Regions from separate parts of the Sus scrofa genome. Here regions 1, 2, 3, 4, 5 and 6 are each linked to region 7. Evidence: chromatin contacts called from public Hi-C and HiChIP or PLAC-seq data. All regions are on one chromosome and are shown on one strand. The core of a region is the stretch at or near the end of the contact, and the rest is flanking DNA. Distances in the headings are between cores, read along the strand shown.

Region 1 (3,509 bases), core at 583-3,082, 340 kb before region 7:
CGTCTCAGGCCTAGCAGGGAAGGTAAAGATGAAGAGGCCTTTGTTCAGGTCTCTAGATGCATGGGGCTGAAGGCTTTGCCTCCATGGGATGGCAACAGCCATAATAATAATAATTTGCACTTATATAGCACCTTTCAACTAGGCACCTCAAAGCAGTTTAACCACATTAATTAATTAAAGCCCACAATCCCCCTGGGGAGAGGAGGAGGATGACTAACAGGATTTGTAATTACAGGAGGGAACATTTCCGAATAAAGTATTGTCCACCAAATAAAAAGAGTAGGTGTAAAGGAATTGGGGTCTCCAAAGAATAACTGATTCAGAAATGAAATCATGGAAAGATGGGGGCGCTGGGGGCGGGCATGGGCGTGGGTCTGCTCTCGTGTCAGAGGGAGGTCGACGGGCTCAGAATTCACTGACAGGTTCGGATCCAACTGAGAAGCGGAACATGTATGGTATTAGTGGCATTTGGAAGGTCATTAGCGGTACACCTATTGTGGTGTAAATTCAAGTTTCACTGGTATATTGTGTAGGGCCCTGCAGAACAAAGAGTGAGATTCATGCAGTATTTAATAAAGGATGAAATGATTTCTTTGGATTTAAAGCCCGAGGCTGGGCCAGTCAATTAGCAAATAAATCAATTGGTGACCCATGGGATAATTTCATCTGTTTCCAGCAGAACACCCAGCCAACCCCTCCTACTGCCATAGGTTTCCAGCTGAAGCTTCGAGGCTGGGTTCAGTGCAAGGCCTGGGGAATCTGCCCCTTCAAAGCCAGGCATGGAATCTTCCCAGCCTTGGGCATTGGGACCTCTTTGACCCAAATTGTTGGTGACCTTCAAGATGTCCTCTGTAAATCACACTGTACCTGCTCCCCCTTCAGAAGTTTTTAAATGCCTTGGAGGCTAGACTTATCCTAGCTTATTTTCCTGTCAGTGCCCAAAAGAGCACTGTACACAAAGTAGGTATCAGGCAGTGAAGAATGACAAAGTCCTATAACAACTCAAAATTTGTTGAACATATACCAAATGCCGAGGCAAAGCTAAAAAAAGGAAAAGAAAAGTGATGGGCAGTGTATTACAGGGAATGGAAAAGACTTACGTTCTCCTAACTATAATATAAAGCAGAATAAAATATAGATGTCCACCCAAGCCACAGGCTACAAGGACCAAAGGGGGAACATTTTATCCAGCTGGAGTCAATCAGGGAAGGTGTTCCTGGAGAGCTGGGCATTGGAGGGTGAGAACGATTTTGATGGACCTGGAAGAGGTGGGGGCTACAGAGTTTCCAGACTGTGGTCATTTGTCTCCCTCTGACTGAGGTGCCTTTTGAGAGCTTGTGGTCTTCAATGGAACATTTGTGAAAACCAAGCTGAATTTTTGCAGCTGATTAAATGTACATTTCCCATGAATTCTTGAAGATGAGTTGGCTAATTTCCAATAGCCAGGGACTATTTGGGAAGTTGAGACAGATATCTTGTTCTCTGTAACTGCTAATTCAGTCTCTCCACTTTAGCTGTCCACCAAGAAAGAAACGCTAAGCAGTTCACACATTAAAACAGGGCGCTCAGGAGTGTCTGAGAACCATATGAGGAAAACAGATCCTGATCTCGAATGTCAAAGATTAAATGGCTCCTGTCTTGAGGCTCTTTCCCCCCGCCCCCAGGAACTGTAAGACAGTGTGCTACAGCTAGTGATTGACAGACACCTCAATCCCTGTGCCCTCCTGCTCCAAGGTCACCAGGCCTTTCACCACAAACCAGGCTGCCAGGATGGGACCTCAGCATTGTGCCGATACTCTGTGTCACAGTGTCTCACACACACACTGTATGTGCTTTGGCTCATCTCATCCTCTCAGTCTCACAAGTGGGACTTCCTCTTTCACAGATGACGAACGAGGCCAGAAAAGTTCAGTCTCTTGCTAGATAGTGATGGAATGTGACCTTAAACCCAGACAGTCTTGCTCCTTCCTCTCTCCCCCTCACCCCTGTAGTATTTCTGCTCATATAGATTACAGCCTCTCTTCATCATCCTCGCTAAAGTACTCAGCACAATACTATACATCATAGGAACTCAGTATTTTCCACACAAAAGAGTCACCAGAGTAATACAGGTGGTTTGATCTTCCAGTGAGAGAAGTGGCTGTAGAGGGTCCATCACCGCCTTCTCTTTTCACCGCTATTAAAAATGAAGATACCTGCACAGGAAAGTGCCCCAGGGAATGTTCGCAGAGAAGACACATGTGGCATTCATGCGTTGAAACTCTGCCAAACTGGTACCACCCATGGAATTCTAGTGAGGCATCTTAAATTGTTAATTACTTTTATTGAACTTGGACGCTGCTATGCAGTGATTTCTTGGGATGTGCGTACATATCATGGCAAAGTCCAACTTTTGTCTCCCTAAGTGCATCTGTTGATGTGCTGCAGTCCTGGTAAAGATTCAAAAGTGTGTGTTCCGTATCAGTCCACAGGTGAACACTTCTGAATTAACCTAGAAGTACCCAACTCCACGCCCATTGTCTTTTAGTTGTATGTTATAAGCAAGTTACTAATCAGAGATGGGATTGTAGAAGCTTATCCAGCAAAACCAGGGCCACCGCCAAGTGAGAATTCTGGGGATGGGCAATGAGGAGTAGGTAATGGAGGAGAAGTGATTGAAGGCAAGTGGAAGTGCAAAATATTAGATTTTGATCTAAAAATCATCTTAGACCCACTGGGGAATGTCCTTTTCCCCCAAACTTTGGTTTTAATATTGTCATCATCACTTTTGTCCTATGGCTGTAAAGGACTTCCTTTATTCCACTGCAGATTTCAACAGCAGCCTCTTTTGCTCAAATGGAAGGAAGCGATCCATCCAATGCTTCTTAGACGAATACACTAAGTGTGAGAGAAAGCACATTGCCTTCTCTGAATTTTAGTGAAGGTGGGGTTCAGATGCAGTCTGAGTGCTCCAGAATTCCTAATAGAACTGGGAGGAGAGAAGACCAATAAAGTGTGGACATTAAGTCAGGACAGACTTGGTTTTGCTGCTTAAACAAACAAGTCCTTGAAAGCTCAGTGACTTAAAGCCAGGTCTGTGCATGTGTGAGAGACCCTCCGGGGAGGCTGTCCTCTGTGTGATGTTTCAGACTTCATTTCAGTATCAATGTGCACTCCCACACTTGCTGTTGTAGGAGAGGAGAGAAAAGGGGGCTGTGTAATGGCATTTTAGTGCTTCTTCCAAGAAACAACACACATCACCTCTCTCATGGCCAAGCGGTCATGCATCCGCTCCCAACCCCATGGAGTAGTCGGAACCCTCCCCTGTATTCAGAAAGGAAGGAGAACTAGATGTTGGTGAACCCTTGGAGTGTCTGCCATATATCATAGACCTAGTGCCCTGGCAAGTGCCTCCTCCTTTCACACCCACACTTGGTACTTTCCCTTGGATTACTGGGCATCTAACAAAGACCTATGGAGTCATGTTGAGGGTGGAAGACCAAATAGTTTTGCAGTCCATTTTAGTCCAC
Region 2 (3,627 bases), core at 541-3,040, 280 kb before region 7:
ACTTACTAGGGACACAATGTAGGATTTCTGGACAATATAAAGTACTCATTTGAGAGCTGCAGTAGTTGTAGATTTCAAACGCGATCAGTCAGCCCAGTGTATTATTTTCTTCAGTTGTTGGGTTTAATTCACTGTGGTTGCGCTAGACAAGTTTGGCAAGAAGAGAGAGGGGCAGACAAGTAGAGGACGTGTGTTGGGCAGAGTTTAGGATAATGGACCATAAAATTGATGATGGGTAAAGAGAAAAGCAAGGGTATGAGAGAAGGTGATAAATAGAACAAAACAAAGGGAAACAAAACAAAACTAAAAACAAAACAGAACAAAAACAAAAACAACAACAACAACAAAAAAAAAAAAACGAGCAAGTGATCTTATTTGATGGAGGAGAAATACTAGAAAAAGTTAACTGGAAAGAAAAAACTGGTGGTTGGATCCCATGACAAATAAAATCTAGACTTGAAAGGTTGTGATGACAAGGTCGAGGCTATGGTCATTTTAAAGTGGCTCAGGAAGGTGGAGGAACAGATCACTGAAAGTGAGAAAGCCAAGGAACTCAGAGACCAAGATTATTGCAGTCGTGAAGAACGATGACAGATACAGGAGTGAAAGGGAAAAGGGAGAGTTAGGAGCTCCAGAGTTCGCTAAAGGAGGGATGGGGAGGTTGTGGATGGGAGAAGAGTCCTATAGTCTGAGGATTCACTGTGGCTTTTACAGGATGAGGAGGAGAAAGGGAGCGGAGGTGGCAGTGAATCAAGGAAACTAGCTTCTCTAGCTTCAGGCTCTGGCATATGTGGCCAGTGAGAGAGAAAGCCTAACCCACTTTTGAGTGCCATCAGAAAAACCACATCCTCAGGGCCAAATAGGTTTCAGTGAAAGGCACCAAGATGAACAGAATGTTTAAAGGAGAAATAAGGACTTAAAGGAGTTCCAGAAAGTTTGGTGGGGTAGGTGGATATTGAGCCAGATAATCATTGGGTCAGATATTAATAATAGCACCAACATTATTTGATTGTCTCTGCCCTCGCTCCCACCCACACTAGCCTGTAAGCTTCACGAGGGCAGGCATCATTATCTATATTGTCCACTGACGTATCCCAAGGACCAGAACATCATAGCCACTCAATACATATTTGTGGAATGAATAACGGTCGCTAATATTTGTGGAGCACTAATGTGCCAGGGTGTGCTAAGTGCTTTATATGTATTATTAATATCACCCCCTTAAATAGAGCAGGACACTGGGGCACAGAGGTGTTCAACAACTTGCCTCACTAAGGACATAGGGCTGGCAAGGGGCAAAGCAGACGTTGGAACACACTCCAGCTGTAGTTTGGCCCTAGAGCCCCTGTATTGTCAACCTCTAAACTACCCCCACCTACCTGTGCTTGGCGGACATAGAGAACATTATCAAGATAAGAGCCCAGGTGATGATAAGTGACGTAAGAGCCACGAGGTTAAACGTTAAGCAATAAATCTTGCTACCGATTTCAAAAGCTAGTCTAGGGATTTGCTGCCCCTGATGTCATATCGTCTTATTCACCTCTCATGATGACCCAAGCCCTTTTTGCTGTCAGTTCCTAGTTCTTTTCATTTCCTTCCTCCATATCTTCACACACACCCCCCACCTTCCCCCGCTTATCTCCCTCCTTTGTTATTTTTAGTTCCACCTGGCAAACCCTGGGCCTTTTCCACTCGCTTTATTCAAGGGCCGGCAGTTGCATTGGAACCTAGTTTCTAAGCATGTGATATTGACACATTGATCTTACAGCAGGCTCACCAGGCTGACTCACTGTCATACTGACTCCAGCTACATACTCATTCTGGGAGTGCCCTTTGAAGTGCTGAGAGTCATCTGGCCATTTTATGCCTTGCTCATATTATGAAATGAAAAACGAAACGAACATTCCAGCAGTTTAGAAACCGACTACATGTGACAGGACAGAAGAAACCTGGGCTAGTGCCGGTGTTTGTGTGCTAAGGCTCTGCATCATATCCTTTAGCGAGATACACACTCTCTGAGGTTAAGGTATATGGAAGGTCTCCATAAATACTGGGTAAACTGGACGGGAGGTCAGGGCTTATGGTGCTTTGGTATCATTGTGTCCATGAAGCTTCTTTGGTTGTAAGCAACAGAAACACCTCTGGCTAACATAAGCCAAAGGGAGTTGAAAAGAAGGGTGTAGGGGGCCCATGGGCTTAAGGGAAGACTGGAAAACCAGTCAGAAATGGACAAGAAGCAATCCAGCTCCAGAATCTAGGAAATTTGAGAACCACAGCAGAGGTCACAAAAGTCTGGTCAGGATGTTCCATTGGGATGGGATGACATCCCTCATGTTTCCATTCTCTTGGTCCCTCTGCTCAAAACTCGTAGTCCCCTGAGGAGACATCTGATGGCCCTAACTTGGGTCACACTCGCTGATAACCAGCTCTATCCACAGACCATCCCGTGGGGAAGAGATCATCCCCCCAAAAGGAACATAGGGTGTGGTTGGCAGGGGAGATGGATCCTAGACGTTGCAAGGCAACCAACGCCTCCAGGGATGCTTCAGAAGAGGTAAAACCTTATCTCCTCGCAGGCTCTGCTTTCAGAGTCAGTCCTGGCTTGGTCTAAAGAGAAAGATATCTTTCAGTATTGGGCCAGGCATGCTTTGGCATGATTATCAATAGCAAACAATACTTTGGAAGGCACTCTGAAATTTACCAGCACATCAGTATGTCCTAGTATACCAAGTCCCCTTTGTACAATTTTGTCTCCCTCTGTGGTTTATTTTTCCTCACGTCTTTAAAAGTCCTGACTTGTCATGGATTTAGCATCTTAGGGAAATGTTTACTATGTCCTTCCTCTTTTAAAGCATCTTTTCCCTTTGCCCCTTTCTCATTGGCTTTCTTTCATTAACAACCAAGGTCCAGCGTTTCTAGAATAACTAGTATCAGAACATGTATCCCTCAAAAGAGAGCCTGCTTTAATGTTGATTAAAAGGGGCTGCTCTGGGAGTTCCCGTCATGGCTCAGTGGTTAACGAATCCGACTAGGAACCATGGGGTTGCGGGTTCGATCCCTGGCCTTGCTCAGTGGGTTAAGGATCTGGCGTGGCCGTGAGCTGTGGTCACAGACGTGGCTTGGATCCCGAGTTGCTGTGGCTGTGGTGTAGGCCGGTGGCTACAGCTCCGATTAGACCCCTAACCTGGGAACCTCCATACACCATGGGTATAGCCCTAGAAAAGGCAAAAAGGCCAAAAAAAAGGGGGGGGAGGCTGCTCTATTTTAGGGAAAGAGCCATGAATCACTGAAATCCACAGTGATTTTGGTTTGGTTTGGTTTGGTTTATTTCTACAATGGCCTTTAAGATCACTGTGATAAGAGACCCATCCTGAGGAACTGTTGGAAAGAGGGAGGACCCTCTATCCTGTCATTTCAATTCTTACTGATTTATCCCATGTCTTAGGATAAAATAGGTTTTTTAATTAATTAATTAGTTTATTTATTTATTCTTTTTACAACTGCACCTGTAGCATATGGAAGTTCCCCGGCTAGGGGTCAAATTGGAACTGCAGCTGCTGGCTACACCACAGCCACAGCAACACTGGATCTGAGCCGAATCTGTGACCTGTGCCACAGCTTGCGGCA
Region 3 (3,716 bases), core at 644-3,143, 460 kb before region 7:
CTATAGGCAGGGGACCCTGAGCAATGAAGTGACCATAGCAGGGGACTCATTCCTTATGGGGTCTTAATGTCCCATACCCAGGTTGTCATGGTGCTCTCCAGTCAGTCACCAGCAGCTTCTTGAGGTTTCTCCAGAAGGAAATGCCTCCCAAATTCCTACAGTCATTTTGACAGAAGTGCCTTGAACGTCAACATGAGATGACGACAGAGTTCTACTCACTGCCAAATCTGTATCTGTTAGACAGAGGAAGTTTCGAAGTCCTAAATCAGACTTTCTTTGCATCTGTTTATTGAAACTCCTGTTGTTGTATATTAATCCTGATGTGCTTTCAGACATCAGTCCATTCACTGGTGGAGAATTCATTCCCAGGGTCTGCAGCAGAGCCAACTATACCTGTTACCAGTGCCTCTTAACCAAATGATGTATTTCTTAAAAGATACATTTTTAAAAATTATTTTTTATTGTTATTTCCCCCAACACACTTCCCCCCCCCCCGCCACTGCACAGCATGGGGACCCAGTTATTTCTTAATTTTTTAAAATTTTTTTTGTCTTTTTAGGGCCGCACCCTTGGCATATGGAGGTTCCCAGCTCGGGGCCCGGCCTACGCCACAGCCACAGCAACTCAGGATCCAAGCCGAGTCTGAGACCTACACCACAGCTCATGGCAACACCAGATCCTTAACCCACTGAGCAAGGCTAGGGATTGAACCCTCATCCTCATGGGTATTAGTCGGGTTTGAGCCACGATGGGAACTCCAAAAGATGTGTTTGTATATATAATATTATAAAAGATTTAATAGTGGTTGAAAAAAAGTTTTACACATCTTACGGTAATCTTTCTCATCTATCTCAAAAAAGACCTTCTACTCTCTAAACTTGAGCTCAATTCCTTTGTCAAAGTTATGAGAGTGATTTCATTTGTAGTTTTACTTACTAATTTATTCCACAATTTGGGTGTTAATCTTACTGTCAGATGCACACAATCACTTTTGGACTCAATTTCTTCCAATGCAGGGGAGAATTTCGATACCAAATTCCCAGTTAATTGCCTCTTTTGCACACACCCACATCTTATTTTCATTTGTGCCTTGCCTAGCCCATCACAACCTATAATTGTCTAGCTAAATAATGCGTTTTTTTGTTGTTGTTGTTTTTTAAGATTCAATGCTTCTAGATACCAAAATGATTTAGATTTAAAGCTACAGAGGATAGTTTCTTGTTATGTGAAGTTACCCGAGATACTCTGAACCCCTTTCATGAGAGAGGGCTGAAGCTGACCGCAGGTTGTTCAGTGTGGAAGCACATGCCACGATGAGTCACTTTCAGCACGCAGCTTTGCAGAAGTGGTGTCCATGCTTCCATCCTATGGTTATTATTCCTTCCCTTTTTGCCATTGTTCTCTTGATCTGGAACGTCCATTTTCTTTTGATGCCCAGCTTTCTGCTACGTACTGGTTGCCACTCCATGAACCGTAGTTCTCAGGTTTAGTTTTTAAAGATTTCACCCGCCTGGGTTCTATCCCAGAACTGCTGGGAACAGAGCAGGGGTATTTGGGTTTTCAAAAACTCTTTAGGACATTCTGATGCTCAACCGGAATTGAGAACCATGGCCTTATTGGCAAATAAGGTTAGAAATCTTTGTTTAAAAATAATTGAAAGCCACCCAAACTGTCGTAACAAAAAAGAGAGAAATTCACCACAAGAAAGCAGGAGAACCTTACGGAGCCCAAGGGCATGAGATCTGTCTGGGCTTCTAAAGAGAGCCGAGCCTGGAACTAGAGCACTGACAAGGAGCCAGCCTGCAAGTCCCTGCTCCCCAGGTGCCTCCCTGTTTGCCTAGCCCCCTTCTGAAACTTGTGGACACAGACCTCTGCTTCTCTTTCTAGATATACTTCCTCCTTTGTCTCTTTCTCAGCTGGCCTCTTGCACTGCTAAGTAAGCCCACGTCCACACATGGTAGCCTCCTCAGTACTTAAGTTTACCTGTCCTCAGTTCAGCTGACCAGTTCCGCTGGCCGGCATCTCTCAATATAAATTCCTGGGAGAGCGGATGGGCTTAGCACGGGTGATGTCTGCCCTTTGCCAGTCTGATCACATGGTTCAAACATGGCTGCCAAGGGTCCAGCCCTGTGTGACTTCAGACTGAAGGCTGCTCAGATATCTCAAAGTGTTTCTCTGCACTTGCCTTATTTTCACTCTCCATCCTCCCCCAGGGTCAGTAGCAGATAAGCTTTATTTTTGATTTCAGCTTGATTGTCAATCTTTTCACATGTAAGGAAGCTGAGATGCAGCGACTTCCACAGGTCGGGGTGATTTAACATTGCAGATGCCACTAAGGCAAACACAGAGTATAATGTCCTCTGTTCCTGGTTCTCCCTCTTATAAATATGCATCAGTTTAAATGTTGAGAAAATTAGACCCTTGGGAAATCCGCTTCTCCCACGTAGTAATAGTTGAAAAGTAGTAGAGTAAGATAGCAATTGAATGGCATAGTCATTTTGTATAATATATATAATTTTAATCATCAAAATAAAGAATGTTTCAAGGCCTTGGGGTAGTTTATCATAGACAATGCTGAGATATGACCTTATAATAATCTTTTACAGAAAAGACTCCAGCTTTTTCTTTGTCTACATAAGAGTTAAAAAAAAAAAAAAAAAAGGAAATGCTTTTAGGAAGAATAGAACATAGTGCCTGGCAAAGGAATAGTATTCAGTAGTGTTTTACCAATAGTATTTACTTAGAAATATTTATTAGAAAAAGCTTCCAGGTAGTGTTGAAACATTGGAGTGAGTTACCAAGGAGAGTACATAAGCCTTCATTCTTTCCCCTTTTTATCATCTTACCACCATCTTATCTATATGGGATAGCCAGAGATGCCCATGATATCTGGCTGTCTAAGAAAACAGAATTTGGATGGGGAAATAAATGGAAGTGGGGGATAACTCTCCTACCTTTGGTGTTTAGGATCTCCACCTGCTCTCACTCACCCCACTTCATTTTTATAGAGTAAGAATAAAGAAGGAGGGCTCACCGGCTTTGTTTTATTGCTGAGTAAACAGAGGGGCAGCCATTCCTGCAATGAAAAAATTCTAATTTTGCTAATATTTCCACCTTCAGGGAAGGTGCAGAGTGACAGTTCCCACATATCATTGTCACTTAATCTTGTGGATATCACTGAGATGAACTCAGCAGATAGAATGTTAAGATAGACCACAATATGAATGACTGAATTAGAACTGAAAATGAATTTGGTCTCTTTAAAGGCTAACAAGAACCAAGGTGACTGTATTTCAGGAAATTGTAATGTGAAAAAAAATTCACAGTGGATCAAATAAATCATAGAAACTTGTATTAGTGAAGGTTGAGCTGTAAGTATGATATAATAGGAAAAATAAAAACTGAAAGTGATAGTTGATAATTGTTACTTATCAGAGTAGCCTCATCATTAGATGACATTGCGTCATTTCTAGACGAACTGGCAATTCCTGGAACATATCTCACTGCATGAAAGTAGTTAGGGTCTTTCTGTAAAGCTTTGCAGAAGTCTCAGCTTTAACGTCTTTGGCCGAAGCTACAATAAAAATAATCTGCAAGAGTGTTTCCGAGTAATTTGTAAGCTTATGATAAATACTGTGTTATCTGGGGCTCTTGGTTGTAAAAAGCAGATCCAGTGGAATCTATTGGTAACGTAATTGGGAAATCTAAGGGGGTGG
Region 4 (3,560 bases), core at 800-3,299, 480 kb before region 7:
TGTGTGGGGGGGAAAGCCTAACTCTAGAAAAATAGTTTTCAAAGCCCAGTTCAACCAGAATGTCTTCTTAGCATTTCCTTACAGTCTATGGATTTTGCCAGCATCGTTATCAAGCTTTTACTGTTCTGGGTTCACTCTTCCAGTGTCTTGTTTTGTTGGAGTCCCCTGGTGATGTCCTAGCCTTTCTATCCGAAGAATTCATGGAAGATAGAATATTGCTAAAAGCACTGTGAATAGGATTGAAAGTATTAGGGAGGAAATGAAGAGAGCAGCCATTGTTAACGAGATAACCTGGTTATAAGTTTTAAGCTTGGCCCTTTGGGTGGCCCTTTGGGCTATTTGTGCGCCATACCTTTGTTTTACCAAGCACGGAAGTAGCCCTTACTGGGGGTGTCTCAAAGAGTCAGAAACTGGGGTGGTTCCAGGATTTCCAGCACTGGGCATCAACCCCCAAATGGCTACAACGTTCAAAGTTTGGAGGAAAGGGAACGATCTGAGTTTTGCGGTCGTTGCTGATTTCTTATTCAAAACCACTCTTTCAGTTCCAAGCAGCCAATTACAATTGTGATTGCCTCTACCTGGTGAAGTCTAATATCTGTATGCAAACTGCACTGCATGTGGGGGCTTTCCATCTGCCTCCTTTGTGAATCTCTTCTCCTTTCAGTGCCTCCGAACTTGGGCCCCCAGAGAGGAGGACAGCAGCTGAATGTCATGCTCTTGGGCCCTGGCCCAGACATGCGTCTTTCTGGAAGGATGACTGAATCTCGTTCTTCAGTCTAAAGTTCCTCTTGATTAGCGGCCCTTTTTGTTTGTTGTTTTTAAGGCAGCTCTGTCTTTCCTTGGGAGCTCGCAGGGATGTGTTTGGGAGCCCCTTCCAGCTGGGAAGCTGCCCAACTCCCACAGCTGAGTCGGGGGATGGCTTCCCTTTAGTTCCGCTGCTGCCTGTGGATGACAAGGACTCCACTTCCAGCCCCGGCCACAGCGGCCCTTGTCTGCTGTGCAAACTTGGCTCTTGTCCTCTGGGTTTTCATTCTCCAGCCATCTGGGCATTTTGAGCACCCCTCTTATCTTGGTACCTTGGCACTCAGGACCCCATGCCATCCTATCTCGGAGATGAAAACAAAGGCATCCTTAGCTTTTGGCCTGCCCTTTCCCTAGAACCATGGGAGGCTGAGTGACAGTCAGTGAGATTGGGGGGTGGAGGTGGGGATAGGTCTGGAGTGAGGGAAATGGTTTCGTGGATAGAAAGCGTACGGAACGGTGTGACAGTAGCTGGCATTGACCAGGATGCCTAGTGACTGGTTTTCTCCTTTTTCCCTTGGCTCTTTTGAAATCAGGGAGCCAGAAGCCTGAAGCCCCCTGTGGCCTCTAATGGCTGTAGCTTCTCCAGGCCCGGCAGCCAGAGATTAGGTTCTAGCGAGAGCTCCATGCCAGCGGAGTGAAATCTAGCTCCCTACTAAGAATTCTACGTACATCACCAGCTTTTAAAATTCCTCCTTCCTGAGCATTCTTGTCGTGGCTCAGTGGAAACGAATCTGACTAGCCACCATCAGGATGCAGGTTCGATCCCTGGCCTTGCTCACTGGGTTAAGGATTCAGCATTGCTGTGGCTGTGGTATAGGTTGGCAGCTACAGCTCTAATTCAACCGCTAACCAGGGAACTTCCATATGCTATGTGCACGGCCCTAAAAAGACAAAAGACAAAAGACAAAAAAAAAAAAAATTAAAATTCCTCCTTCCACCTCCCCAACTGCTGATCTGGGGAGGGTTTGGTCAGGGTCCTTCACTCTTCAGAGAAGTGTCTGGAAAGATCAGGCTAAGAGTGCTGACAATAAGATCCCCATAATCATTCTGCCCAGAGAAAAATCAGCATTTGATGAAAGGACAGTTCCACTGCCTGGTTTACTCCTCCTCCATTGTGTGCTCTCTGTCCCTGCCCCCCCAGCCCTCTGACCTCTGACCCCTGTGCACTCATTCAGATCCCTCACCCTGTGCAGGCCTCATTTGGAGATGGTTGACAAGGTACTGCCCAGCCAAAGAAATGCAGCCCAACAGTGTTGAGTCACTTCCGTTTAGACCCTGGTCATTGGGTGTGGCTGCAGCTTCTTGAAAGGCAGCCCTAAAATACTCGCCTCTTTTCAGAGAATCTGATTTCACCTTTGGCTGTGGATCATTTGCTTACTGGCGTTCATTCATATATTGGAAGCCTGAAGCCTCCACACACTTGATTCTACAGAGCAGTAGTGTAATACTAACAAGACACGTCCTGATTATGGCGCCAAAAAGGTGATGCAACCTCATTTCGCACCAAAGCGGGTGGGTCTGTGTATTTATGTTTTCCTAGTTGAGGCAATAGACCTACAGGAAGGGTCAGAACTTCATTCAGGATCGCCCAGCGAGTCCAAGTTTTGATCCTCTGGTCCCCATGACAGGCCATAGAGGTCACTTGCCTGCAGAGCATGGGAGCCATGTCACTGGAACCATAGGTTCTAAATATGACTTCCTCTCCCCACCTACTGCCACTGTCATCCAGTTGCCAGAACCCAACTGGTTTTCTGCAGGACGCCAGCTAATGGCACTCTGCGGGGGTTCCGCCTGCAAGAGTTTCAGTCTTTGTCTCTTTTCAGGTGGTACATTTCAACCAAGAAGATAACTCTTCCCATGGAAACTTAACTCCCTCTCATTTTCAGGGTTTCTTTCCAAGAATCACTCCCTGTCAGCCCCTGGTCCTCTCTCTAGCAAATTGAGAAGAAATAATGGTATAGAGACCGATCGTCGCTCTAAATGCACGTGAATGAGTGATGCCCTGAACTTTTATGTCTCTGTAAATGAGTGGAAAAGGAATGCATATTCTCTGGCACAGGCTGGCTCTACCACATGGTTTGAAGTAAATGCCGCTTTATTTCACATTAGGAAGAGAGGCTTGGAGCAGCTTGGCAGCAGATCTGTGGCTGGGTAATTAATCTAAGAACTATAGTTTCTCCCACATAGGAGATTAAATACCGGTCTTTGGTCAGATCAAAGCGGGCTTCTTGGATGATCTGATCTTTGCAGGAGACCCCACGTTGGCCCAGCACAACTGTCTCTGCATGTATGGCTCCTTTTGTTTTGTTTTGTTTTTTTAAAAAAAGAAAGAAAGGGAAAAAAAGACCATTTTCATGTTTACACAATTAGGCCTGCCAGCATTGGTAGCTCTTTAGACCCCACGTAAAACTTGAGCTTTACTCGTGCTGAGTAAACATGGATTTTTTTTTTTTTTTTTTTTGATCCTACTAAAACAAGTCACTGTATCTCAGAGTTTGACGAAAAGTGAATGTTCATTTTCTGAAAGGGAACAGCAGCATTTCTCTTGGGGGGGCCTTATAATAAATAACATCTTGGACTAATCTGGCATTTTCTTTAGGCGTTCACCCATAGAGTTTATGTAATCTCTCATTCATTTTCTTCATGTCTCATTGAGACAGTTTGGATACTGGTGGTATATTCTTCATTGGTAAAATGGAAAGAACCAAAGTGTGAAATTCAACTTAGACGGATGACAAGAGAGAAGGCAGACATTT
Region 5 (3,771 bases), core at 442-2,941, 410 kb before region 7:
CCATCTTGGCCTGGAGCAGAAGAGGGGTCTGAATCATTACCTAAGAGAGTTTTGTAGATTGTCACAGTTGGCAGCCTCAGAACTTGAGCTAATCCTGGAAATTCTTTAATTTCCCAGAAAGAAGGTTCCACAAGGTCAGGCTGAGGTCCTCAGAGAGAGCAGAGGGAATAAAGTTTGCAACTAGTCGCTTTTACAGCTGAACTTGAAGATAAATAAAATTATACCCATTTCTTTTGGATCATCAAGCATTTGACTTTCATTTGTTCTTTACTCCTTTTTCCCTGTATGTGAAGGAAAAAAAAAAAAAAAAGAATGCATTGTAATCACTGAAATAAAAGCAAACAAACTTGTTGATTCAGTTCCCATGGTGAATGCAAGGAAGGCCAGGCCAATAGAAACAACTGAGATATTACAAAAATGTGTTTCTTTCTGGCGGCTACACAGTCAGTCCTTTATATCCAGTCATTGTAATCAGCCCATCACCCAAGACTATTTCCAAGGTCATTATTCTGGTTGTGGGGGCTGCTTCTGCAAACAAGTGTTGATTCTACTAAATGTCCTCCCTCTCAAACGCTCTTTGGGGCAAACAATGAGTATCAAAGCATCATTCAGGAAAAGAAAATGTAAAAGATCAGAGAGATAAAACACTGCAGGTTTTCTAAAGGCTTAGGCATATCTGGCTCAAGCAACACAAATTATAAACTATGAAGCCACCTGTAAAATCCTGTTTTAATTAACTTGAAGGCACATCAATGTTATTTCAATTAAAATGAAATTCCGTTTAAATGGAAAACCACCCCTCCAGGGTACCTTGGGGCCTTGCTCACATGGATTTTAGGGTTGACAGGTGAAGCCTGTATTTAGAAAAACCAAAGCAAACTCTGTTTCTTTACAGCCTACTTAAACTTTGAAGGACCTGTCATAGGTTCCTTGGAATGTAAGGAGTGTCCATGGGTAGGGCCCAGGCACAGCTCAAAATGTTATTTGCCAATTCTTTTTCTGACTCTTCCAGTCTTCTTTCTGTTCCCAGCCTCCCTTCACCTCTTCAGTCCCTGGCCTTGGTGCCCCAGGACTACCTGTCCCTACTAGCTGATTTGTCCCCTACTATCCTTGGGGTGGACTGTGGATGACACAGAGATGCTTATAAAGAGACAGGGATGCCATCTCAGGCTTACAAGCAAAATGAATCTCAGATTGTCACAAAGGGCTGGTGAAAAAAATAGAACCCCTCTTCTGAAGCTAGGGCTTCACTAAATTTTTTTTTTCTTTTTGCGTTTTCTAGGGCTGCACCTCAGCATATGGAGGTTCCCAGGCGAGGGGTCTAATCGGAGGTGTAGCTGCCAAGCCTATGCCAGAGCCACAGCAACACGGGATCCAAGCCGAGTCTGCCACCTACACCACGGCTCACGGTAACACCGGATCCTTAACCCACCAAGGAATGCCAGGGATCGAACCCGCAACTTCATGGTTCTTAGTCAGATTCGTTAACCACTGAGCCATGACAGGAACTCCAGGCTTCACTAATTGTCTAAGAGCTGGAAGGAACCCTTAAGATCCTCTAATGGAAACCCTTCTTCCATGGAGTCAAAGTGACTTGTCCAAACCCTTTAAGGCCCCTCACATGGGGCTCCTCCATCTCGACTGCCATCCCTTCCCCTCCAGCCAGTGCCCCAGTTCTGTGGACCTGCTGATTACAACACCGTCCGTGGCTAGGAAACCCTGCCCTGTCAGCGGAACCTCTTTGCAGGCGAGCGGAGTTCACGTGCACACAGCACGTCAGGAGGACGGCTGAGTTTTAGTTCCAGTTCTGCCTTGCTTTGTTGGCTTAAACGAGTCACTTCTTCCTTTGTCTCTTTCCCCTATTGGTAAGGAGAAGATAATGAACCTTTCCACCGATCAGGCTCGCTGGAGTGTTATAACGAATAATGAGGTGATATTTGTAAAGTGCTTTGAGCGGCTGGGAACGAGGAGGGGTGAGCTCAGTAGAAAGCCTTATGCGCTGCAAGCACTTATCAACTGAGCTGTTGAACAATAGTGGCGACTAAGAATACTCAGAAATGAATTCCAGGGAGGAACCCTGCTTTGAATTTAGGAGGAGGATTAGTGGGGACCTAATAGGTATTCCACTTCTCCGGTTTCTTTGGTGTCCCCTCCAACCAGGAAAGGGAATTACATTCTTCTCTGTCGGATTCAGCCTGGAGTTTCAGTCGGGATGTCAGCGTGTACTTGTCTCCTCTTCTCACTCCGAGGCTGTGTTCTGTTGTAATTGTTAAAGCCTTGGGCATCTTCTCTCCCCAGGGATAATTTCACTTAGGAGCTATACAAATTAATTTCTATGCCGTGGCGGGGCTGCTGGTTAGAAGGGTGATTAGGGGAGCCTCGAAATCTAAAAGCGCCTGGGGAGCAATTTGGATGAAGCAAGGAAATCAAAAGGCAGGATCTTCATGTGGTTGATCTTTTTTTACTACACCGCCCCATGGGAATTTTCTCAGGCACTCAGATGTAGGCATAGTACGCAGCGTGGGACTGGACGGCCGTAGTGAAAGCCTCCTTCCTGGGAAGACGGAGACCTAGCCCAGGTAAAGGTGAACGTACCAGGTCCCTAAATATATTTAGAGCCACCTTGTAACGTCTTTACTCCCACCGAGAGTGAGCTGAGAGATGTTTATGGGGGCCCGACATGCGGGAATGTTTCCAAATGATGATTCTGGAGAGTTTCTGCAAACTCATGCCTCGCTGTTTCAGACCCTCAGTCCTGAGTTCAGTTCTCTCTCATTTTCTGGGCCAAGGAAGAAGAGCGAGGCAAATCCAAACCAGAGGAATGTTTGGAGCTTGTGCAACTCTCCGTAGGCCAACTGGACAGTGAGCCAAGAAGATTGGGGCTCCCTCCTCATTGGGCAGGGGTAGGGCTGAATTTTAGCATCCTCCTCTCAAGGATGTAGGGAGAGTTCAAGAGGTCATTTGGAACAGTGATTTTCCTGATCAAAGTTATATTAAGGAAATTATGCGGATACAGCTTTGTCCCCGGAAGTGTATGGGCTTCTTTGTCATCCCATCTTCCGCAAACCCTTCTTCTTAGTCCCTTCTCCAGGCCTCCGTCCATCCGTCTGTGGGGACTGACTGTCAGGCTTTCCGCTCCCAGGGGGACCAGTGGTGCCTGGACTAGCATCGCTCTATGATGACTTGTAAGCCTCCAGTAACCTTCAGCAATGGGCCCGAGAGCATCCCATCCTGCCTCTGCCTCTCCCTCTCTCTCACACATACACACACAAACACACACACACACACAGATGCACGTGTATACACATGGACACATGTGAGCACACCCTAGGCACCAGAGGCCCCTCTGTCCGTGGTGTCCAGCAAAGCCCCACTTGGATTTGGCCCCTCTCTGGGAGGTGACTCAGACCTCTGGACTCCTTCCTGAGTCTGCCACCAACTCATGTTGTGTTTCCTCAGCAAATCACATCTCTGCCCTGAGACTCCATGAAATAATCTGGGATTTGCTTGGCAGGATTCTCTGACCTCTCTCAAAGACCCCAATTTCTTGTTTATTATAGTTTGCATGTTTCAATCCTCCAAAAGCATTTGCAATATTTTCCTCATTTCCCTCTCCCAAGGTAGCTGTTTGGTCCCAGATGTGCATTTCCCTCCCCCCCCCCCCCGTGCCTTCTGGTGGTAGTGGTGGGGGTGCACTGAGACATTGGCCCCCCTCCTCTGTCCTTTCCTTCACCTCTGCCAGGGCAAAGACCAGGGCTGGGCTGACCTTTC
Region 6 (3,629 bases), core at 562-3,061, 320 kb before region 7:
TAATCCCTGGAATCTGTGGGTGTGACCTCCTTTGTAAAAAGGGTCTTTGCACATGAAATTGAGTTGCAGATCTTGAGATGAGTTCATCTCGGATTCCCCCAGAGGGGCTCTAAATCCAAGGACAGGTGTCCTTAGAAGAAACGCACAGAGGAGAGATACAAGAAGAGAAGGCCGTGTGGCCCCAGAGGCAGAGACCGGAGTGATGCTGCCGCAAGCCCAAGAACATCTGGAGCCCCCAGAAGCTGGCAGAGGCAGGGAGACATCCTTCCCTAGAGCCTTCTGGGGGAAGCATGGCCCTGCTGATACCTTGACTTTGGACTTCTGGCTTCCAAAAGAATAAATTTCTGTTGCTTAAGCCCCTCAGCTTATGATAATTTGTTGTAGCAGCCCCAGGAGACAGATACAGACTTGTTGCACAGAGAGAGGTGGGGGGACTGGAGGGTGGGAGGATCTGGTGGTCTCGAAAACCAAGTTCATTCCTGGATCTGCTGCTGGTGTCCCAGGTGAACTTCCTTAACTTTGCGCTGTGGGTCTCTTTCCTCCAGTGTCCCTCACATGCTTGATCCTCCTGGCTGAGAGCAGGGCTCACGGCTCACTCAAGGCGGCTACTCAGAGTCTGGGGTCAGATCAGACACTCCCGCCTATTTTATTTTATTTTATTTTATTTTATTTTATTTTATTTTATTTTGTCCTTTCTATGGCTGCACCCGTGGCACATGAAGGTTCTCAGGCTAGGGGTCTTATCAGAGCTGTAGATGCTGGCCTACGCCACAGCCACAGCCACAGCAACACAGGATCCGAGCTGCGTCTGTGACCTACACCACAGCTCACGGCAATGCCGGATCCTTAACCCACTGAGCAAGGCCAGGGATGGAACCCGCAACCTCCTGGGTCCTAGTCGGACTTGTTAACCACTGCGCCACGACGGAAACTCCTCCCCCCTGTTTTAAACGGTGGGACTAGTAATGACCTCACTACTTCTAGAAGGTTTAATACATACTAGATGTGTTTATGGACATTATCTCCCTTGATCCTCAGAATAATCCTACAAGGTTAGTACTCACATCCCCATTCCACAGATGAGGAGGCTGAGGTTCCGAGAGGTCCTGTAGCCTGTTCAAGGTCATTCAGCCAATGAGCCCAGGTCTATCTTTACTCAATCCACAGAATTACAGAAGGTTCAAGCCTCACAAAGATGGTGGACCCAGAGTCCCACAGCATCCCACAGCGCCTGGCTGGATGGCAAAAGTGGATTTTTGTATATTAGCAGCACTGCCACTAAAGTTGGATGACAGATTAACTGAGATTAAAGTTGCTGAGAGGACCAGGTTAGACCCTGCTCACAGCAGAGGGACAGCAAAACATCCAACTTCTGGGGAAATCTAGTCACAACTGAGACCCATCTCGGCCCCAAGGCCCCAAGGCCCCAAGCCTTTCTCCTCTCTCCCCAAGTTGGAGGGGTAGGCAAAACTCCTAACCAAGTGGCTTCCGCCGAGTGAGAATCCTGGACAGTCCACACACAGAGGACACATCCACAGAGCTCCCTCCCCCCAACCACAGCCAGGACCAAGAAGAGAGGAAACAGACCAAGAGAAGGGCTCCAGAAAGGCCTGTCCTAAGCAGGCTGGCTAGACTTGGGCGGGCTCTCCATGCCGGGAGTCCCCCTGCCTTTCACAGAGTCCCCATCAGAGTTTTAGGAGATCTGGGCTGATCCCCCCCCGCTGGCTGTGGCTTAGGCCAGGCCTGGCTAACGTGGCCGCTGCTTCCTCATCCTTCCAGTGCTCTGTATTGGAGGGAGAGCTGGGGCAGAGATGACCCCGGGGCCTGCCAGACTTCCTCCCACGCAGACCTCTGTGTGAGATAAAGGCAGGCAAGGCCGAGCCCCAGGACAGCCGCATAATAAATTCCCTCTGGCCCTCCCGGGCTCATTGTTCTAGTGCAGGAGTTGTTTTGAGTACGATCAAAAGGAAGGAAGAGCACTGTGCTATCAGGCTGGGGAAGAAGGATGCTCTCCTGACCGCTCCTGTTGCCCTTGGCCACCCTCATGTTAAATATGAGGAAACCGAAGGGCCATGTGCAGCCTAACCCCAACCGCGTGGCCAGGCGCATGGCCCTCTGGTGAGGCAGGGCTCCATCTGAAACATGCTGACACCCGTCGTGGTCGCCAGCCCTGGTCCTTTCACTCAGGCCGGAGCACAAGGTTGGAAGCAGTGTGGGGTGGGAGCCGGAAGTGGACTCTGGAGTGGCTGCCTTAGCTGTTGTTTACCCCCCAGGCTGAGAACTGAGGCGGTAAGGGCACAACACTTGGAAAGAATAGGCCACAAAAGGAACTTCCCGACTTTGGCTGGCTTGGTGCCTAGGGCTCAAGACAGTGAATAGCTCAAGTTCTCTGTGAACAGCTCAACTTCGGGTCCGTGGCCTTTTTCCTATGCTCTGCCCAGGTTCATGGGGCGGTGTGTGCCTTCAGGCCCCCCAGCCGGATTCCTGCCGGGAACTGGAGCAGAAAGCATGGCCTTCCTGCAGCTCCAACCGCAGAGGCAGGCAGGGAGGCGCTGAGGGTTCCTCCTCTCCGATGCACAGGCTCAGAGAGTCCTTGGCCTCTCAGACGCCTGCCCTGCCCAGTGCCCAGAGTCTGATTTGCCAGGTGCCCAGCTGTCGTGGCCTGGTCACCTTTGTCTGGGCTGGAGGCCATGTCTGAGCCATCAAAGGCGCCTCCATGGAAGAGGATGTCAATGTGCTTCCTCAACCAGAAAGGTGGTTTGAGCCCGGCCACAGCAGCCCAGGCAAACAAGCAGAAGCCTGTCAATGGAGAGACGGGGGCTGCTGGGAGATCAGACGACAACAAAATGAGAACCATTATCAGTCTCGTCCCAGCCCGAAGGAGGGAGAGCCTTTGAAGCCACAGACAGGCTGAACAGAACTTTCCACCTGAGAGACGCTGGAGATGGGAGGTCAGGCTGCACGCAGCCCCCACAAAACCTGATCAAAGCCTGCTGCAGAAGGGCGGGGGCCCACAGCTGCAGCCCCGCTCCCCCGACGGGCCCCCCCAGGGCTTTCTGCAGACAACGGGGCTGCCTCTGCAGGGGCCTGTGGGAAAACCCAGCGCAGATGCGCTGTGCAGCCAAACCCCCAAGCAGCACTGCTGGGAGAGGGGAATGCGAAACCCCTCAGTGGTCCTGAAAAGAAGAGGAAGGGACTCAAAGCATGCAGAAAATGCAAAGACCACCCACCTGAGGAGTGCCTACCTTTCAGAAACAAGTCACTCCCGGCTTCTGAAAGAACAAACAGGCCAACACGTCTGCTCAAAGTGCTGAGCAGAACATGGGGCTTTGTGGGAAGCCTGGCCCCTGTGAGCATCCGAAGCTTAAAGTGTGTTGGCCTCTGCGGTGCCTATTCTAGGGTTTCCTTGCAGCCACCTCCTCCCTGGCAACTGAGAAACAGCAAGAAGCCTCATTCAGGGAGGAACAGGGCCCAGTGTGGACGCCTCTAAGGCGCTTCTTCTCTGGCTGGATGGCGGTAGCTCCCAGGGAACATTCTAGGGGCCTCTTCTAGGCTGGATCTGGGATGGGGGCACTTGTGTCCGGCCTGCCTGCCTTGGTCCCTCTGGAACAGCTTCAGCCCACCGTGCC
Region 7 (3,904 bases), core at 676-3,175:
TTTCCCAGAATGTGGGATAAATGAGATTGATGGTCATACAGTACCCCAGCCCTTGTAAGCACCAATAAAGAAAGGCTGAGTCTGATATGAGGGGGTTTTGGCAAATGTCACCCTTGAGCCAGCCTCTCAGGCCCACAATGCAGCCACCCCATCTTGGGTGCTCCATTGGAAATGCAGATGCTTCGCTTAAACATCTACATAAATAAGAGTCAAGGCACACATTCTCAGAGCCCTCTTTGGGACAGGCATCACGCTGAGAGTCAGCCCCTTGGGGTATCGCGAGAAGCCCCTGCTGCCTGCCTCCCTCTCCAGAGGAGCCACCTTGCACTGAGAACAGGCCACTTGGGATAGAGCCCCAGAGCTTTCTCTCTAGTTGAAGACTGAATTCGAAAATGAAGAATAGCACACTGCCACTCTGGGCCGTGGCTCTGAATGGCAACCTACATCCTAAGAAAGCAGGCCTTCCGTGGATTAGTTCACTCCCAAAGGTGGGGGCAAGCCATTCAGGGTGCCCAGCAGGCCCTGAGCAAAGGGAGCTTCTGGAGCACTAAGCAGTAGAGCAGGCATGATGGCCTCCAGACACCAGGGGGCAGCACAATACACCCTCCAGGGTCAGAGGCACCCACCAAAGGGGACTTGGCAACAGACATGCTTCCAAAAACAAAGCTAAGTAGCCAGGGCATGCAGAGGGAGAGACCCCAGAGAGGCAGACTGCCCACTGAGCCAGCTCATAAGTTTTTGCCACTTGCCCACAGGCAACTGTGAGTAGCTTCCTGCAAGACAAGCTTCAGCCGGAAGCCAGTGTGACTTCAGGTGAGGGACCCACAGGCTACAGGGCTGGCAGGGACTGGAGAGGAGTCCAGGTCTACTTTCTTTGGGTTCTTGCTCTAGAACCTCCTCCCAAGCAGATGAAAGGTTTGTCTCGTCCTCGCCTGCTGCACATCTGCTCATTCCACCACCCACTGAACCCCTGGGCATGTTTTCTGTGCCTTCATCCCAAGCAAGAAACAGAAAGCGGGGTGGGGGAGCCCAAGACAAAGTTCTAAGGTTCTCAAAAGTCCTTAGGCTTGGGGACCTTTGAAATCCAAGTGTGGGATTATTCCAAGCTTGCAGAAAGCCCCCCACCCCCAGCTCCAGGGGAGAAAGCAGTCTCTGTGGGGAGACCTTGAGTGCTGGGCTAGGAGCCGTGGCTTTGGAGCCACAATGCTTGGGTTCAAATCCCAGCTCAGCTATTTACCAGCTCTGTGACACCGGGCAGGTACTTAACCCTCTGTGCCCCCATTTCCTGTTCTGTAAAATGAGGGTAACAACTGCTTCCAAGAGCAGTGAGTTACAGTGTGGGAAAGCATTTGAAGAAAAGGCCTTCACATGTTCAAATGTTCGTAGACCGCAGCTTAGAACCAGGCAGAGCGCTGCTCACAGCACAGCCCAAAGCCCCAAAGGTCTGGGCTTCTTTCCATCAGAATGCAGTTCACAGAGCCCATCGGGCTGTGGAGGCTGCCTGGAGCAGAGGCCCTGTGTCTGGAGTGGGTTTCACTAGGGTGTCCCTGGAGAGGTGGAGCAGGAAGGAGGTACCCAGTCCAGCCCTCCTGAGCCCACTGTGGGTTTTGTGCAGGACAAGCAGAAGACACCACTCAGATCTAAGCTGGGCTTGTTAAAACTCTTCAGCCAGAGGCTGAGAGGCAGGCTGGCCGTCCTGTAGGGACAGCACACCCCCTCTCCAGCCCCCTGTCCCTGGGCAGGCCTGGGGAAGGCCAGCTTGCAGAGGCCAGGCCTGCACCAGAGGGTGTGAGGAGCCTGCCAGCCTCAGAGCAGCGCTGGGCTTCCCTGGGATGCAGAGGGATGGGGAGGAAAGAGTTAAGCCACTTTGGGCTCCCGAGGGCGGCTCTGCAGCTATAAACAGTGAGCCGAGGGAGGGAGGGAGCTGCCACAGGATGTGGCCAGGGCTCGAGCTGTCTGATTATTAACTTCACTTTTATTTGGAGGGGGATTCGATTCTCTGTTTTACTTCCCATCAAGGAAGTGAAAGCCCAGGTCTCAGAGGGGCCTGATTTCAAATTGTTTTGTCACAGCTCATTTATTTTTCCTCTTAAATAAATAAACAAAACCACCTCTTTGTTTTCCCCTTAATGAGCCTTCAGCAAATCATCTGTGAGTGAGGCATGAAAGGGGTTTTCTGGAGTCCTTCATGGGGCACGCTGGCTTTTTCTTTTAAAAGGAAAAGAAAAAAAAGAGTCTTCCTTGAGCTTTGGCCTTCTCCAAGACTCTCCAGGCACCTTCTTTTCTACCTCATCCTGAGATCTCAGCCTGAAATCATGACCTCAAACCCAGCCAGAGGCACAGGCCTTCCTTGGCTGGCTGCTCCTTGGGGACTGGCCTGCTGCCTGCCATCCCATGTCACAGGCTCCGACCCCAAGGCCACACAGTGTGGAGCCCTGTGGTTCGTCCCCTTGGTAGAGCTTGGACCCATGGTTTTTGTTCCTATGGCACCCAGACGTTTCCATTAAAAATAACAAAGCAATTAAACACACAAAAGGATTCCATGACAGGGCTTAAGAAAACACCATTACATGTTTCTTTGCTCAAGGTTCAAAATGTTTGGGAAGTTGTTTACAACACCAAAACCCATTCAATAATTTCATGATTCTCTTGCAACCACCCTTTCTGGAATGACCCACTTGTGCAAGGCACCATGGGGGATGCAAAGACCACCGTCACACTGTCCCCACCCTCCAGGTGCCCACAATTCAGTGGGGGGAGGGTGCAGAGAAGAAAAGAGGAGAGTTCCACAGCAGAGGCCAACTGGCACTACAGGTGGGCAGGGACGGAAAAGACAGGCGCTGCTGAAAACAAAGAGGGGAGTATGGAGGAAGGCTTCCTGGTGGAGCTGATATTTAAGCTGGACCTTGAAGGGCTGATATTTAGAAGCAAGAATATTCTGGAAGCTGAGAAGTACCCAATCACAGAGAGCCAAGATCAATGTATGAACCAGATCAGGTATAAGACCACAGGGGCAGCGGGCCCAGCAAGTCCTCTGGCTCCTTGAATGGCAAAGTCCTCACGTGGAGAGGGCCTGAAAGGGGTGACTACTTGGATTCTGCTCCAGCCTGCTTGTCCTTGACCCGGCTTGGAGACTGGCAGCCTGTGAAGAAGCTGCACTGCATGCTGTGAGCAACACCATAGGACACTTGGATACACGCTTGTCTGGGATCCAGGCGCTCAGCTTGCCCCAAACACCTGATGACCACTAGCAGCTACGTCTGCTGCCCGCGGCTTTCTGCTCCTGGCCTATGAGGCAAGAAGAAAGGAGCGGACTGGAATAAAGCCAATTCCCTTACAAAAGCTCCCGGGGAGGTGCCAGGCTTCAGGGTTTTCTTGAAGTTCTTGGAAATCATCCCCAGCCCCTTGGCATCGCAGCTTCCAACCCCACCCTGCTCCCTAGCCCGGCAGGGCCCGCGGCCACGAGGGGGTTAAGGCGCCGCCAAGATGGCGACTTGTTTTGCACTTCGGAGGGGGTCACGCGGGAGGCTGCCCTTTGCCTCTGGGGAGGCGGTCAAGGTCTCGCCGCCCTCCTGGCGCTCTGCCCTCTGCGGCCTGACAGCCTCTCCTCCCCTGCGCGGCTGGCACTCCTCCGGGGCCTCCGGGCTCCTAGCGAACCAAACTCCGAACCTTGCAGGCGGCTGGCCGGGTCTTGGCGATACCCGGCGATACCCCTCGGCGATACCCGGGCCGCAGGTGCACGCCGGCGGGGCCCCTTTGGCCTTTGAGAACGTCTGAGGCCGGTGAGCTGAGGCCGCAGCCTGGGCCGCGATCCCTTTCGATGTCTTCTCTCCTGGCTGAAGCCACCGCAGCCGCCTTCCCCGGCTGCTCCGAGGGCTGCTCCCGCCTGCGGCCCGAGCAGGGG

What was found. A called contact is a pair of places that touch in the nucleus more often than the background predicts. HiChIP or PLAC-seq counts read pairs in DNA pulled down with a chosen protein or histone mark.
Region 1: a contact with region 7 is called in an H3K27ac HiChIP or PLAC-seq map of alveolar macrophages. The contact joins two enhancer-like sites. A contact is called at or near these places in 1 of 47 Hi-C or Micro-C datasets (embryonic fibroblasts) and 1 of 2 datasets of contacts at active chromatin or transcription factors (alveolar macrophages).
Region 2: an H3K27ac HiChIP or PLAC-seq map of alveolar macrophages shows a contact between it and region 7. The contact joins two enhancer-like sites. A contact is called at or near these places in 6 of 47 Hi-C or Micro-C datasets (alveolar macrophages, liver, psoas muscle and 1 more) and 2 of 2 datasets of contacts at active chromatin or transcription factors (alveolar macrophages and skeletal muscle).
Region 3: a contact with region 7 is called in an H3K27ac HiChIP or PLAC-seq map of alveolar macrophages. The contact joins two enhancer-like sites. A contact is called at or near these places in 2 of 2 datasets of contacts at active chromatin or transcription factors (alveolar macrophages and skeletal muscle).
Region 4: a contact with region 7 is called in a Hi-C map of liver, with 1.7 times the contacts expected there. The contact joins two enhancer-like sites. A contact is called at or near these places in 4 of 47 Hi-C or Micro-C datasets (embryonic fibroblasts, heart right ventricle, liver and 1 more) and 2 of 2 datasets of contacts at active chromatin or transcription factors (alveolar macrophages and skeletal muscle).
Region 5: an H3K27ac HiChIP or PLAC-seq map of alveolar macrophages shows a contact between it and region 7. The contact joins two enhancer-like sites. A contact is called at or near these places in 2 of 47 Hi-C or Micro-C datasets (embryonic fibroblasts and skeletal muscle) and 2 of 2 datasets of contacts at active chromatin or transcription factors (alveolar macrophages and skeletal muscle).
Region 6: an H3K27ac HiChIP or PLAC-seq map of alveolar macrophages shows a contact between it and region 7. The contact joins two enhancer-like sites. A contact is called at or near these places in 2 of 2 datasets of contacts at active chromatin or transcription factors (alveolar macrophages and skeletal muscle).

The regions. Positions count from the first base shown.
Region 1 is chr7:92,175,704-92,179,212 of Sscrofa11.1, forward strand. The region is part of intron 11 of RAD51B (DNA repair protein RAD51 homolog 2); the gene reads left to right. Among named protein-coding and RNA genes, the nearest start is that of ZFP36L1, 320 kb to the right of the region's middle. Within about 2 kb of position 1,833, at least 11 of the 83 cell types and tissues checked have an H3K27ac peak or open chromatin away from gene starts, as enhancers often do. A contact at or near this core is called in alveolar macrophages, where this site is marked.
Region 2 is chr7:92,230,886-92,234,512 of Sscrofa11.1, forward strand. The region is part of intron 11 of RAD51B (DNA repair protein RAD51 homolog 2); the gene reads left to right. Among named protein-coding and RNA genes, the nearest start is that of ZFP36L1, 260 kb to the right of the region's middle. Within about 2 kb of position 1,791, at least 25 of the 83 cell types and tissues checked have an H3K27ac peak or open chromatin away from gene starts, as enhancers often do. A contact at or near this core is called in alveolar macrophages and liver, where this site is marked.
Region 3 is chr7:92,057,983-92,061,698 of Sscrofa11.1, forward strand. All of the region lies in intron 9 of RAD51B (DNA repair protein RAD51 homolog 2), which reads left to right. Among named protein-coding and RNA genes, the nearest start is that of ZFP36L1, 440 kb to the right of the region's middle. Within about 2 kb of position 1,894, at least 5 of the 83 cell types and tissues checked have an H3K27ac peak or open chromatin away from gene starts, as enhancers often do. A contact at or near this core is called in alveolar macrophages, where this site is marked.
Region 4 is chr7:92,035,207-92,038,766 of Sscrofa11.1, forward strand. The region is part of intron 9 of RAD51B (DNA repair protein RAD51 homolog 2); the gene reads left to right. Among named protein-coding and RNA genes, the nearest start is that of RAD51B, 440 kb to the left of the region's middle. Within about 2 kb of position 2,050, at least 23 of the 83 cell types and tissues checked have an H3K27ac peak or open chromatin away from gene starts, as enhancers often do. A contact at or near this core is called in alveolar macrophages and liver, where this site is marked.
Region 5 is chr7:92,103,475-92,107,245 of Sscrofa11.1, forward strand. The region is part of intron 9 of RAD51B (DNA repair protein RAD51 homolog 2); the gene reads left to right. LOC106507734 (a long non-coding RNA gene) reads right to left here. Exons shown (of 3, transcript XR_002346146.1): 2 at 1-281. Among named protein-coding and RNA genes, the nearest start is that of ZFP36L1, 390 kb to the right of the region's middle. Within about 2 kb of position 1,692, at least 32 of the 83 cell types and tissues checked have an H3K27ac peak or open chromatin away from gene starts, as enhancers often do. A contact at or near this core is called in alveolar macrophages, where this site is marked.
Region 6 is chr7:92,194,445-92,198,073 of Sscrofa11.1, forward strand. All of the region lies in intron 11 of RAD51B (DNA repair protein RAD51 homolog 2), which reads left to right. Among named protein-coding and RNA genes, the nearest start is that of ZFP36L1, 300 kb to the right of the region's middle. Within about 2 kb of position 1,812, at least 31 of the 83 cell types and tissues checked have an H3K27ac peak or open chromatin away from gene starts, as enhancers often do. A contact at or near this core is called in alveolar macrophages, where this site is marked.
Region 7 is chr7:92,513,981-92,517,884 of Sscrofa11.1, forward strand. It overlaps LOC100513604 (a long non-coding RNA gene), which reads right to left. Exons shown (of 2, transcript XR_002345988.1): 1 at 3,670-3,904; 2 at 2,524-3,288. Among named protein-coding and RNA genes, the nearest start is that of ZFP36L1, 20 kb to the left of the region's middle. Within about 2 kb of position 1,926, at least 42 of the 83 cell types and tissues checked have an H3K27ac peak or open chromatin away from gene starts, as enhancers often do. A contact at or near this core is called in alveolar macrophages and liver, where this site is marked.